Linked DNA regions of Mus musculus: region 1 is linked to region 2. Evidence: chromatin contacts called from public HiChIP or PLAC-seq data. All regions are on one chromosome and are shown on one strand. The core of a region is the stretch at or near the end of the contact, and the rest is flanking DNA. Distances in the headings are between cores, read along the strand shown.

Evidence for each region. HiChIP or PLAC-seq counts read pairs in DNA pulled down with a chosen protein or histone mark.
Region 1: a contact with region 2 is called in an H3K27ac HiChIP or PLAC-seq map of epiblast stem cells, with 2.8 times the contacts expected there. The contact joins the promoter of Rpf2 here to the promoter of Traf3ip2 in region 2. A contact is called at or near these places in 2 of 39 promoter capture datasets (hippocampal neurons and pre-B cells) and 4 of 115 datasets of contacts at active chromatin or transcription factors (T-cell acute lymphoblastic leukemia, epiblast stem cells, memory CD8 T cells and 1 more).

What each region holds. Positions count from the first base shown.
Region 1 is chr10:40,244,487-40,249,991 of GRCm38.p6, reverse strand. It overlaps Rpf2 (ribosome production factor 2 homolog), which reads left to right and starts at 2,953. Exons shown (of 10, transcript NM_023323.3): 1 at 2,953-3,039; 2 at 5,275-5,407. The coding sequence starts at 3,017. It overlaps Gtf3c6 (general transcription factor IIIC, polypeptide 6, alpha), which reads left to right. Exons shown (of 6, transcript NM_026113.5): 6 at 161-2,291. The coding sequence ends at 459.
Region 2 is chr10:39,610,561-39,615,493 of GRCm38.p6, reverse strand. Traf3ip2 (TRAF3 interacting protein 2) reads right to left here and starts at 2,560. Exons shown (of 9, transcript NM_134000.3): 1 at 2,148-2,560. Gm16364 (predicted gene 16364) reads left to right here and starts at 1,812. Exons shown (of 6, transcript NR_152259.1): 1 at 1,812-2,010.

The DNA of each region.
Region 1 (5,505 bases), core at 1,704-4,203, 630 kb before region 2:
CTTCACGCTGACGTCTGAGTGGTTGTACAATTCACATCCCCACTGGCGGTGTAGGCTCTCATCTGCACCACATTTGTTGTTAGTTCAAGAGAAAATGTCCTGACTGAGCTTTCTCCTTCTGTTTCCTTCTTTTTGTCCTGTTTATCCCCGACCCCACTAGATGGCGTAGAGTGGCTGCAAATGAAGGATAATGATTTCTCCTATAGACCCAACATGATTTGCAGCTTTCTCCATGAACATGAAGATGAGGCTGCAGGGCCGGCCTCTGATAAACCTGTGGAGCTGGAAGACCAAGAGAGTCAGATGAAAGGCAGTGCGGAGCAGACACAGGAGCAGGAGAAGGTGGAGCACTCGGAAGTGGAGGACCCTGCTCCTTCAGGGGAGACCCCTTCTGAGATGGAAAGTTCTGTTTTCATGGGAACTCAAGATGGAAATGTTTCTCAAAACAACCAGTCGTGAACTTGAAAGAAGTGGTCTTGTATGCAATTACTGCTTAGCTGTGTGTGGCTCACCATCCCGTGTTATTTTGACAGTATGCGTTTCCAGGTACGTCAGGACTTAGTATACCAGAGTCACGTAGGACCACACAGGAATTCAGCTTTTAGAACATGAGAGAGAGCATCATAGTTAAAATGCTCTTCCAGAGGACCTGGATTCGATTTCTAGTGTATACGTGGCAGTTTGGAGCCATCTGAGACTTCAGTTTCCAGAGATCTGATGCCTGCTTCTGGCCTCTGTGAGCCCCAGGTTCTCTCCTTCTACCTTTGTGGGAATTAAACTCAGGTCATCAGCCTTGTGCAGCGAACACTTTACCTGTTGGGCCGCCTCACAGCCCTCTCCACACACACCCCTCCTAAAAATACTTATGTGGGGCAGTTGGTGGCACACACCTTTGATCCCAGCACTCCGGAAGCAGAAGCAGGCACATTTCTCAGTTCAAGGGCAGCCAGTCTACAAAATGAGTTTCAAGAGAGCCAAGAGTTTCAAGGAGGTCTGAAGAGACTTTGGGCCTCTTAGAACTGGAGATAGAGATGGCCATGAGCCATGTGGTGCTGGGATTGCAGTCCTGTCCTTCCTAAGAGCAGTGAGTCCTCCTAACTGCTGGGCCATCACCACTCTTGTCTTCTGCCCCATACTCACCCTCCTTTTTTCCTGAGACAGAGTTTTTATATGTAACCCAGACTAGCCTTAAATTCTCTAGCCTTCTGACCGCAGCAAGTGTTCTTGTGTTTTAAAGTCATCCTGTGAAGAATGCAATAAGTCAGATGACTTTTTTTTTGTACAACAGATATTATATATCTGGGTTTTGTGGTTTTTTTGTTTGTTTTGTTTAAATCACAGATGAGTTCCTAGAGGATACATATTCAATGTCATCTAACCTAATCCAGTTCTGAAGTTCTGATCCTTAGTCAACCTGGACTTAGTGTCAGATCCACAGCCCCATACCATCGTGCCATCTCTAGTCTACATGCTAATCTCAAGTAGTTCCCCAAGTTACCCACCGCCTCTGACTTGCCTACAAACTGAATGTTCCCACAATGCTTTTCTCACCTTCAATTGCTTGCTAGCACAGCTCATAGAACTTGGGAAAAGGAGTTTGTTTACCAGATGGATTTATTGCTTATTTATTTTGAGACAGTGTCTTAAATAGTCCGGTCAGACTTGGACAGGAGTTTGTGCCTAGGACGGTGTATATAGTTAAGTGCTATACCACTGAGACTGCCCAGGTAGCTCCAGCCAGGCCTTTAAAGCTATTTAGAAGCCACCTTCCTAACTTGCCATTATCCATCCCAATATGCAAAAAGATGGATTTCCTGGAATGGCAGGACATGCCTTTAATCTTGGTAGGCTATGCATTTAGTTCCAGTGGTCCATAGGGAAAGGCAGCATCTCAGGTTCTACACCAGCACGGTCAACAGCTCTATGCCAGCACTGGCTGCATTTCAAGATCCTCACCCCAAAACAGAGCACACAAATGCACAGACCTTGCAATGGTAAATTAGGTCACTTGTGGTGGCAAATGACTGTAATTTTTGTCACTCAAGTGGCAGAAACAACACAGAATTCAAGATCCCGGTGATCTATATAGCAAGTTACAGGCCAGAGAAAGTGATGTAGAGAAACCCTGTCTCAAAACAAAACTCAAAATTTAATAAAGTCAGACCCAAGACTGCACACTATGAGATTCAATTCATACTATGTACAGCAGACTAGGCAATTCCAGGCAACACCGTGCCACTCGTGGATGGGTATGTGAGCTCTTTGAAGTAATAAAAGTATATTGCATGAGATAATAGTTGATGGTTGCATCTAAATCCCTACACAGCCTGATCTTCCAGCCTTCCTTTCTAAAGTACTGAGATGCCAGGACTGCAGCCCAATGCTGAGTTCTTTGATGTGTGTGTGTGTGCGCGTGCACCTCATTGTGGAGTGGAGGTTGAATTTTTAATTTTCAATTCTGCCCTCTCCTCCCCCAATGCTGGTGTTACTGCCTTCACGGCTGTGCTGGCTTCAGTGGCTTTGTGAAGGCACCCAAACCAATGAATTGTACACATTACCAGGTGTATTTTATATAACTATATGCAAGTTATATGACTGAGACTTGAGAGAAAGTCACGATGAGCAGTATTCTTCGTGTATCTTTCATGTAGAAGGCGAGGGGTTAATCAAGCTGCTTCAACTGCTCTCCCAGTTAATGGCGTCCTTTTCATAGCAGTACTTTTGGTAACTGAGTACCGTACCTCCAACCTTTCTAGCATTCTGGTTATTTCCCTGAAAAGGAACACTTGCCTCCCAAATCCTCGACTAAGTCGTTTACTTTCCGGAGAACAATCAAACAACGTTCCGTAACCAAGGGAGACGGAACGCCATGCCTTCCCAAAATGGCCGCCAGCGCGGACAGCCGGGCTGTCCATTGAAGTGGTATTTCGCACTTCCGGCACCGTCTCTTCCGGCGCTCGCGGCGGCTTCCCGGAAGTAATCGGTACACGTGCATTCGCTAAGGGATCTTGCAGCTATGGATGCTTTGGACAAAGTTCTGTAAGTGTGTGGGGCGCGATGGCGTGGGGGCGAGTCTCCCGTGACCTCCGACGCGGTCTTCCCGCTGTCGCTCTTTCCGGTCGTGCTTTGCTAGTGGTCCCTGGGAAGGAGTCGGCTCGGCCGATTCTCCGTCCCGAATCGCCGCTGGGGAAGCCGTGGTGGCAGACCGCGGGCGGTGGACTGGAGCGAGGGCGGACGCTGTGATCGGCTTATGACCTCGCCGCTGATAGATTCTGAGCTGTGAGAATGGTGGTGGCCTCGGAATCTGACAAGAACCAGGCGACAAACTGGACTCAAAGTTTTGTCACTCTGGGCATTTGAACAGCCCTAAATCAGTTTACCCTGTAAAAAATAGCTGTCACAACAGCCGTGTGTCATAGAACTGTAGAGAGCAGTGTTTGCCACAACAGGTACAAAATGGGAATTTTTCTTTTCCTTCCAACCTTGTACACTTCTGCATTTCCCTGAGTGATGGTTACGTTTGTTCAAAAAATACTTATTGAGTTCCCAAATGCTATTGCATTGGTTCTTACAGTTTTCTGCTACTTAAGTAAATATGTAGTGTAGACGACAGTTTCTTTTTAGTCATTAATGAATTTTGTGCACCTACTATGACTAACTAGTAAGGTGCTATTTATATTGATAACTGGTTAGTCAAATTGCATAAAGACACGGGCTGTAAAGTGTATAAAAACAGTGTGTGCCTTGATTTAACTCAATAAAATGTGTACATCTTTGACTGACTATTAAATGACTAACTTGGGTTTTTTTTTTTTTTGTTTGTTTGTTTTTTCGAGACGGGGTTTCTCTGTATAGCCCTGGCTATCCTGGAACTCACTCTGTAGACCAGGCTGGCCTTGAACTCAGAAATCTGCCTGCCTTTGCCTCCCAAGTGCTGGGATTAAAGGCATGTGTCACTACTGCTCAGCCTAACTTGGTTTTATACATGACATTTCATTGGAGGAGAATTTTTAAATTCTATGTGGGAAATTAAGGTGTATGCATATTTTGGGTTTTCTTTTATTTTTTTCTTTCTTTCCTCTCCCTTTCTCCTTCCTTTCCTTCCTCCCCTCCCTACCTCCCCTTTTCTTTCTCTCTCTCTTTCTCTCGCTCTCTTTTTGTCCCTCCTCCCTTCTTTTTTTTCTCTCTTTCTTCTTTCCCTACCTGTCCCAAGACTGGGAAATGGAGGGTTATTTTTATTTGAGAGAGGAGAAATTTTGTTCATAGAAAACTGTGAAAAGTATCATGTTTACTGCAGCAAATCAGAAGCAAAGTTGAATTCTTTTTTTTTACATTCTTTTTTTTTAAATTAGGTATTTTCTTTACATTTCCAGTGCTATCCCAAAAGTCCCCCATACCCTGCCCCCTGAATTATTTGCACATTGGAGTTGTAACTTACATCTAGTACAATTTTAACGTTGGCTTCCATGCCAGCAGTGAAGATCTTGGGCATATTATTTTTTTAGTCTTGAGTTGCCTGATTTGTTAAAGAGCTGTAATTACAGGCCACCATGCAGAAACATACTAAGTTAAAAACAACGCTTAACTTGACGTCATCTCATTTTTTAAATTTATTTTTATTTATGTATGTGTGAATGCTAGCTTGTATTTATGTGCACTTGTGTATGCAATGCCCGCAGAAGCCGGAAGAGAACAGCAGGTCCCTGGAACTGGAATTACAGCCAGTTGGGAGCTGTCCTGTGGGTGCTAAGAACCAAATCTACATTCAGATCTACAAAGGCAGCACTTGCTCTTAACCTAACCTCGAAGCCCCACAATCCTTTAGTGTTTAATAAGAGGTGTAGAAAAAATTAGTATTAGAACAAGTGAGAATAGCAAAAAGGAAGTTTATGTAAGAAACCAAAAGCTAATAAAACACATATCTAACAGTAATGATAAAATACTGTTGCTAATACCATCTTGAAAAAGTAGGGATTTTTGTTTGTTTGTTGAGACAAGGTTTCTCTGTGTAGCCCTGGCTGTCCTGGAACTCACTCTGTAGACCAGGCTGGCCTCGAACTCAGAAATCGGCCTGCCTCTGCCTCACAAGTGCTGGGATTAAACTCGTGTGCCACCATCACACACTGGCTAAGTGAGGTTTTTGTTTTGTTTTGTTTGTTGTTATTGTTGGAATCCTGCTTGATAAATGTGAGTACCATTCCTGCTGAGTTCCTGTCATATGAGGAAAATGTGTAACTTGTTCTGAATTGTGCTTTTTTTTTTTTTTTTTTACAGAAAGCCTAAAACTAAAAGGGCTAAGAGATTCCTTGAGAAGAGAGAACCGAAACTCACTGAGAACATTAAGAATGCCATGCTGATTAAAGGCGGAAATGCAAATGCAACCGTGACACAAGTACTCAGAGACATGGTAGGCATATGGAATTGTTGCTTCCAATTCTGTATTTTGTAGTATGTGTATGCGTGTGTGTGTGAGTATGTACATATGTGACTATACCTGTGAGCCTG
Region 2 (4,933 bases), core at 1,311-3,810:
TAATTTTCAGTGTATTTGAAAGTCACTAATCCCTTCATTCAGGGACGTGCAGGCTCGAACACTGTGTGTCTTCGGGCCCTCTGAGAATCACTAAGCTAAGAAACTCTCTTGTCCCACAGTATCCTGCAACGTTGTCTGACCCTCCCTCCTGCTTAAGGCGGCCCCACAAAGTGAACCTGTCAGAATGGCTGCATCATTTGCCCCCTAACGCTTGTCCTGTGTGGAATGACTGGGGAGAGCAGCACCACATTAAGAGTGGCTGTGGTGGCACTTCTACCATCAAAGTGCTGCTACCCCACTTTCAGATGATAACACTTCAGGATTTGAAATAAGAATCAGGAACTCACCACAAGCAAACGTGCCCTTATTCCAGAATACAGAGAAATGAGGCTATAGACCAGAGCCTGGATTCCCTACAGAGAATTTAGCAATACCCAAAGCTCCTGGAACTGTATTGACAGTAAGTAGTTGCTCAAAAGAAACAATAATAACGTTTCTTAAAGCAGTGGTTTGGAAAAGGTTAAGAACCCAGCGTATCTGCCAGCTGGTGATGACTCTAATCATAGTCACCAGCCTTACATGGTGCTGGGTGGTTGCTCTGTTCCCTTTCCCCTCCTCCCATTAAAGGCCCACACACGGACTGCTGGGGCCTGGAGTGCCTTCCGATCCAGCTCCTGGCCTCTGCAGCAGGATCGTCTGCCAGCTCTGGAGCCTGCCTTGACTCTCAGTAAACACATGGGACATGAGCTAAATTCAAGAAATCCCATTTCCCCCTGCGTGGTTAAAGCCAGAAATGATGGCTGGATTCTAGGCTGCTCTCCTGCAGAGCTGCAGCTGCTACCCCACCCCCACCTCACCACCACCCCACCACCCCAACACCCCAACACCCCACCACCCCACCACCCCACCACAGGCTGCCTGCCCTGACAGCTGCTTGACCTTCACCCTGGAAAGCAGATGAGGGAAACTGAGAAAAAAAAAAAAAAAACTTTTTTTCAAAGTTTACGTGCAAGATTGAGTGCCTCTACAGCATCTGATGACATGCCAGGTTCTGGGGGCTGGAAAAATAGAAGCAAAGGCCTTCCTAATGCACTAGTAGCAGGGGTAAAATATATATGTGTAGTAATCAGTAAACAAAACAAGTTTTAGAGACCACCCATTATGGTAGTACCCTTCTGGGACTACCCTGGCCTTGGTTTCTTAGAAAAGAATTTAGACATAATCATGTTAGTGTGTGAGTGCACACATATGTATACACACACACACACACACACACACACACACACACACTTTGTGGATGAAGAAATCCAGGCATCTGGGAGCCAAAGAGAATTGCCTAAGAGATGCACCCACACCAAAGTGGAGGGAGAACTTGGAAGCACGTTTTCTGCTTTTTTCAATTACTAATTTGGTTTCTTTCCACGACACCCTTAGAAAAAGTCTCTAGTCTAAGAGGCCACTGTGAACTAGGAAGTCACAGAGAAGGCAGCTTCCAAGATCCAGTGTTTCTTCTCTGGCCTCCCCAGCACCATCCAGACCCAGCAAACCACTGGCTAAAGGAAATGGAGGCCTGGGGGGGGGGGGAATGTGGGGGGGGGGCGGCGAGCACTTTCTGACCCAAGAATGTGAGGCTGGTATTTTCCCCCAGCATAAAATAGAGAAAAACTGGGAGTTGGCCTTCCCGCAGTCCCTGACGTGTCTTGGGCTGAAAGCCAAGTACTTAATCCTTTCTACCATGGCTCCCTCCTTGGAGAAACAGTTTTGATTCGTTTTTAAAGACAGGTTCTTGCTACGTCACCCAGGCTGGCCCTGAACTCACTGCGTACTTTGATTTCTTGATGGCTGACTATGAGTACTGAAAACTCCAACCCGGCAGCGTGTAGTGCTGTGTGCCTCTCCTTATAGAGTTAAACTCAGCCAGGCCTGCCCGAGAGAAACCCTAAACTGGCGCCACATTCCTGCTGGAACTCTGTCACAGTCTCAGCTCAAACTGGCCTCCAGATGGACAAGGTAAAGGTGGGGGCATGAGGGCGGAGGGCGGAGGGAAGTGAGATCAGGACCTTGTGGCAACAGAGAAGCCAGTGGACTGGAAAGCCGGCCAGTGGTTAAAGAGGTCAGAGCAGCCAGGCACCAGTGAGTTCACTTACCTAAGATCGCCACCGACAGACGGCCCAGGGGGTGGTCGCTGGCTCTGCTCACGGGGATCCACCTTGGGCCGCTCAGACCTCCCTCGCCCTCTCCAGTCCCAGGTAAGTGGTGGAGCAGGCTCTCGAGCAGGAAGTGGATGCTGTATGCAAATCTCTACGGAGAGGAAGCCTCTGCTCAGCCTCTCCCCGTGGGGCAGTGAATCAACCGCCAAGAAGTCACTTTATTTCTTAAAACAGAAACCTCTTGCGTTCACCAGAGAGAACCAGCAACCAATTAGGCTGCATCCTGCTTTTACCACCCAGATAAGAAACTGTGAGGAATGCCCCGGGCTTCTGGGTTACTGCAGCGCCTGAGAAGGTGTCTCCCGGAGACAGAACTTGCGGTCTTCACACTGCTTATTCTTGAGCAGCTTCAAACGAGCCTGGGCCTGATAATGGGAGGGAATATGAAGCAAGAACTTTTAACTGTGTTTTTTAACTCACCAAAACAGATTTGCTGCCTGTAACTATGGGGCAAAGGATTCACTGCCTACAGCCCTGTGCAGGACTGTATCACACACACACACACACACACACACACACACACACACACACACACACCTCTGACTTCTCATTTCACAATCTTTTGATTTGGGTTTTTGTTTGTTTTGCTTTTTTGTTTGTTTTTGTTTTCGAGACAGGGTTTCTCTGTGTAGCCCTGGCTGTCCTGGAACTCACTCTCTAGATCAGGCTGGCCTCGAACTCAGAAATCCCCCTGCCTCTGCCTCCTAACGCTGGGATTAAAGGCATGTGCCACCACTGCCTGGCTCTCATTTCACAATCTTAAGTTTATTTCTTTCTTTTCCCTTTGTTTATTCAGTACACTACAGAATTTATTGCACAGACAGGGATCCTGGAGGCAGAACAATGGCACCATGCTATGTGTGGGTAATATAAATCCAGGTTATTTCTAAAGCACTGGAGGGTGATGGGAGCCAGTCCGGGTGTGAACTCTCAGGCCACCAGCCAGCACTGATCGCAGCCACTGAACTTCCCCCCTCTACCATAGAAAGTGTCTCAGACTGAGCCAGTCCAGTCTCTCCACTCTTGCATAGGGAACATTGCCCAAAATGTCCTCAATCAGATTGCCCCAGGTCTGCCTAAGTATTACACTTAAAGTTGTACCACACATTATAAACAAAGGGAATGTGGCTTGTTTTTAAAACTTTATAATAAAGTGGTACACATTGTGGTGTGTTCTTACAATGAAGTACTACTTAGCTGTTAAAACAATGAAAATTTGTATTCATTTGTATTATTTGTACAAACATGGGAAGGTGGCTTTGAGAAATTATTTAATAAAACATTATTCTTGACAATATATATATATATATGTAGTGACAGAGAGAGAGAGGTGTCCCCAGCATGTAGGACACTGCTTATGACATTGTAGGCAGTCACTGTATACCTGTTGGATCATCACGTCAGAAATGGCTGTAGCTGAGCCTGGTAACACAGGCCTGATAGTCCCATATTTATTAGCTCAGCCTTGAACTTTCTGCCTCGAACATTATTATTAGATCTTAGGGGTTGGGGGAAAACAACACTCCTTGTGGAGTGGCTGAAACGAGGGTAATTGGGGAGGGGCAGCTGTCAGCATTGAAAGGAGAACAGGAAAGGAAGGCATGGAAGGGGTGGTAGAGGAGAGAAGATGAACTCATTTCTCATAGCTGTCCTTAAATGGGCTGAGATGAGCCTCAGAGTAGTTTCTGGAAACCTCTGCCTTTGGAACCCTTTCCATGAGGAGTCAGGACAGCCAGTCTCCACCCAATGAGAGCTGTGGCCTGGGGGAAAGGCAGCAAGCCTAAGGCTTGTCTGAGGTTGCTGGGCACCCCTCCTCTCTGAATCCATCCTGAGTTTGGGGAATGGGATAACAGCTCCTTGCTGAGAGCATCTGCTGGGCCCCTCCTGGAAAGCAGCCCAAGGATGTAAACTGTTTATAGAGAGTCTCCTGCGCCGAGAAACTTCTGTCTGCGCATGCCTGGCAAGCTTAGACTGAAAGGAATGACAGAGGCCATGCCTGAGGACTGGGACATCAACATCTCAGGTTCCCAGATGCTATCCACTGCTGTCTGGATGCTCGTGTGTAACCTCCAGGGAGCAGCTCTTTCCTGAGGACCTTTGCACACCTTTAACAACCTTTAACCTTTAACCTTTAACTTTCAAGCAGACCCGAGAGGTGCAGAAGCTGCCATTTGCGCTGTGCCTTCGAAGAACACAACACTCAAGAGACACCTGGTAGCTTCTAGAAGGGCACATAGCTAATTTGTGGAGCAGCCAGAGCTGTCTCGCTTGTAGTGTCTTTCCTCCCTCGGCTGCTTGGCTCTGGACTGTTTCCTACAAGTTTGAGTGCAGCTGAGGTACTTCCCTTTCTTTATACAATTCTTGACAACACTCAAGAGGGGAAGGAAGGAAGCAGTAAACAGGCATGGCCATGGCTGCCAGTCACTTGGGTCTGTGTTTACTGTGTTTACACATGGATCGCTGCTGTCAAAGTCAAAAGGAGCAGGTCGTGGTGTCAAGACATGGGCTAACCATCTCACGCTGAGTTAAAAAGTCCAGAAGTCATTCTGTAGACCAGGCTGGCCTTGAACTCAGAGATCCGCCTGCCTCTGCCTCTTAAGTGCTGGGAGTTCCAGGACAGCCAGGGCTACAGAGAAACCCTGTCTTGGAAAAAAAAAAAAAAACCAAAACCAAAACAAACAAACAAACAAAAAAATCCAGATGTAAAGGATTTATGTTTGCCA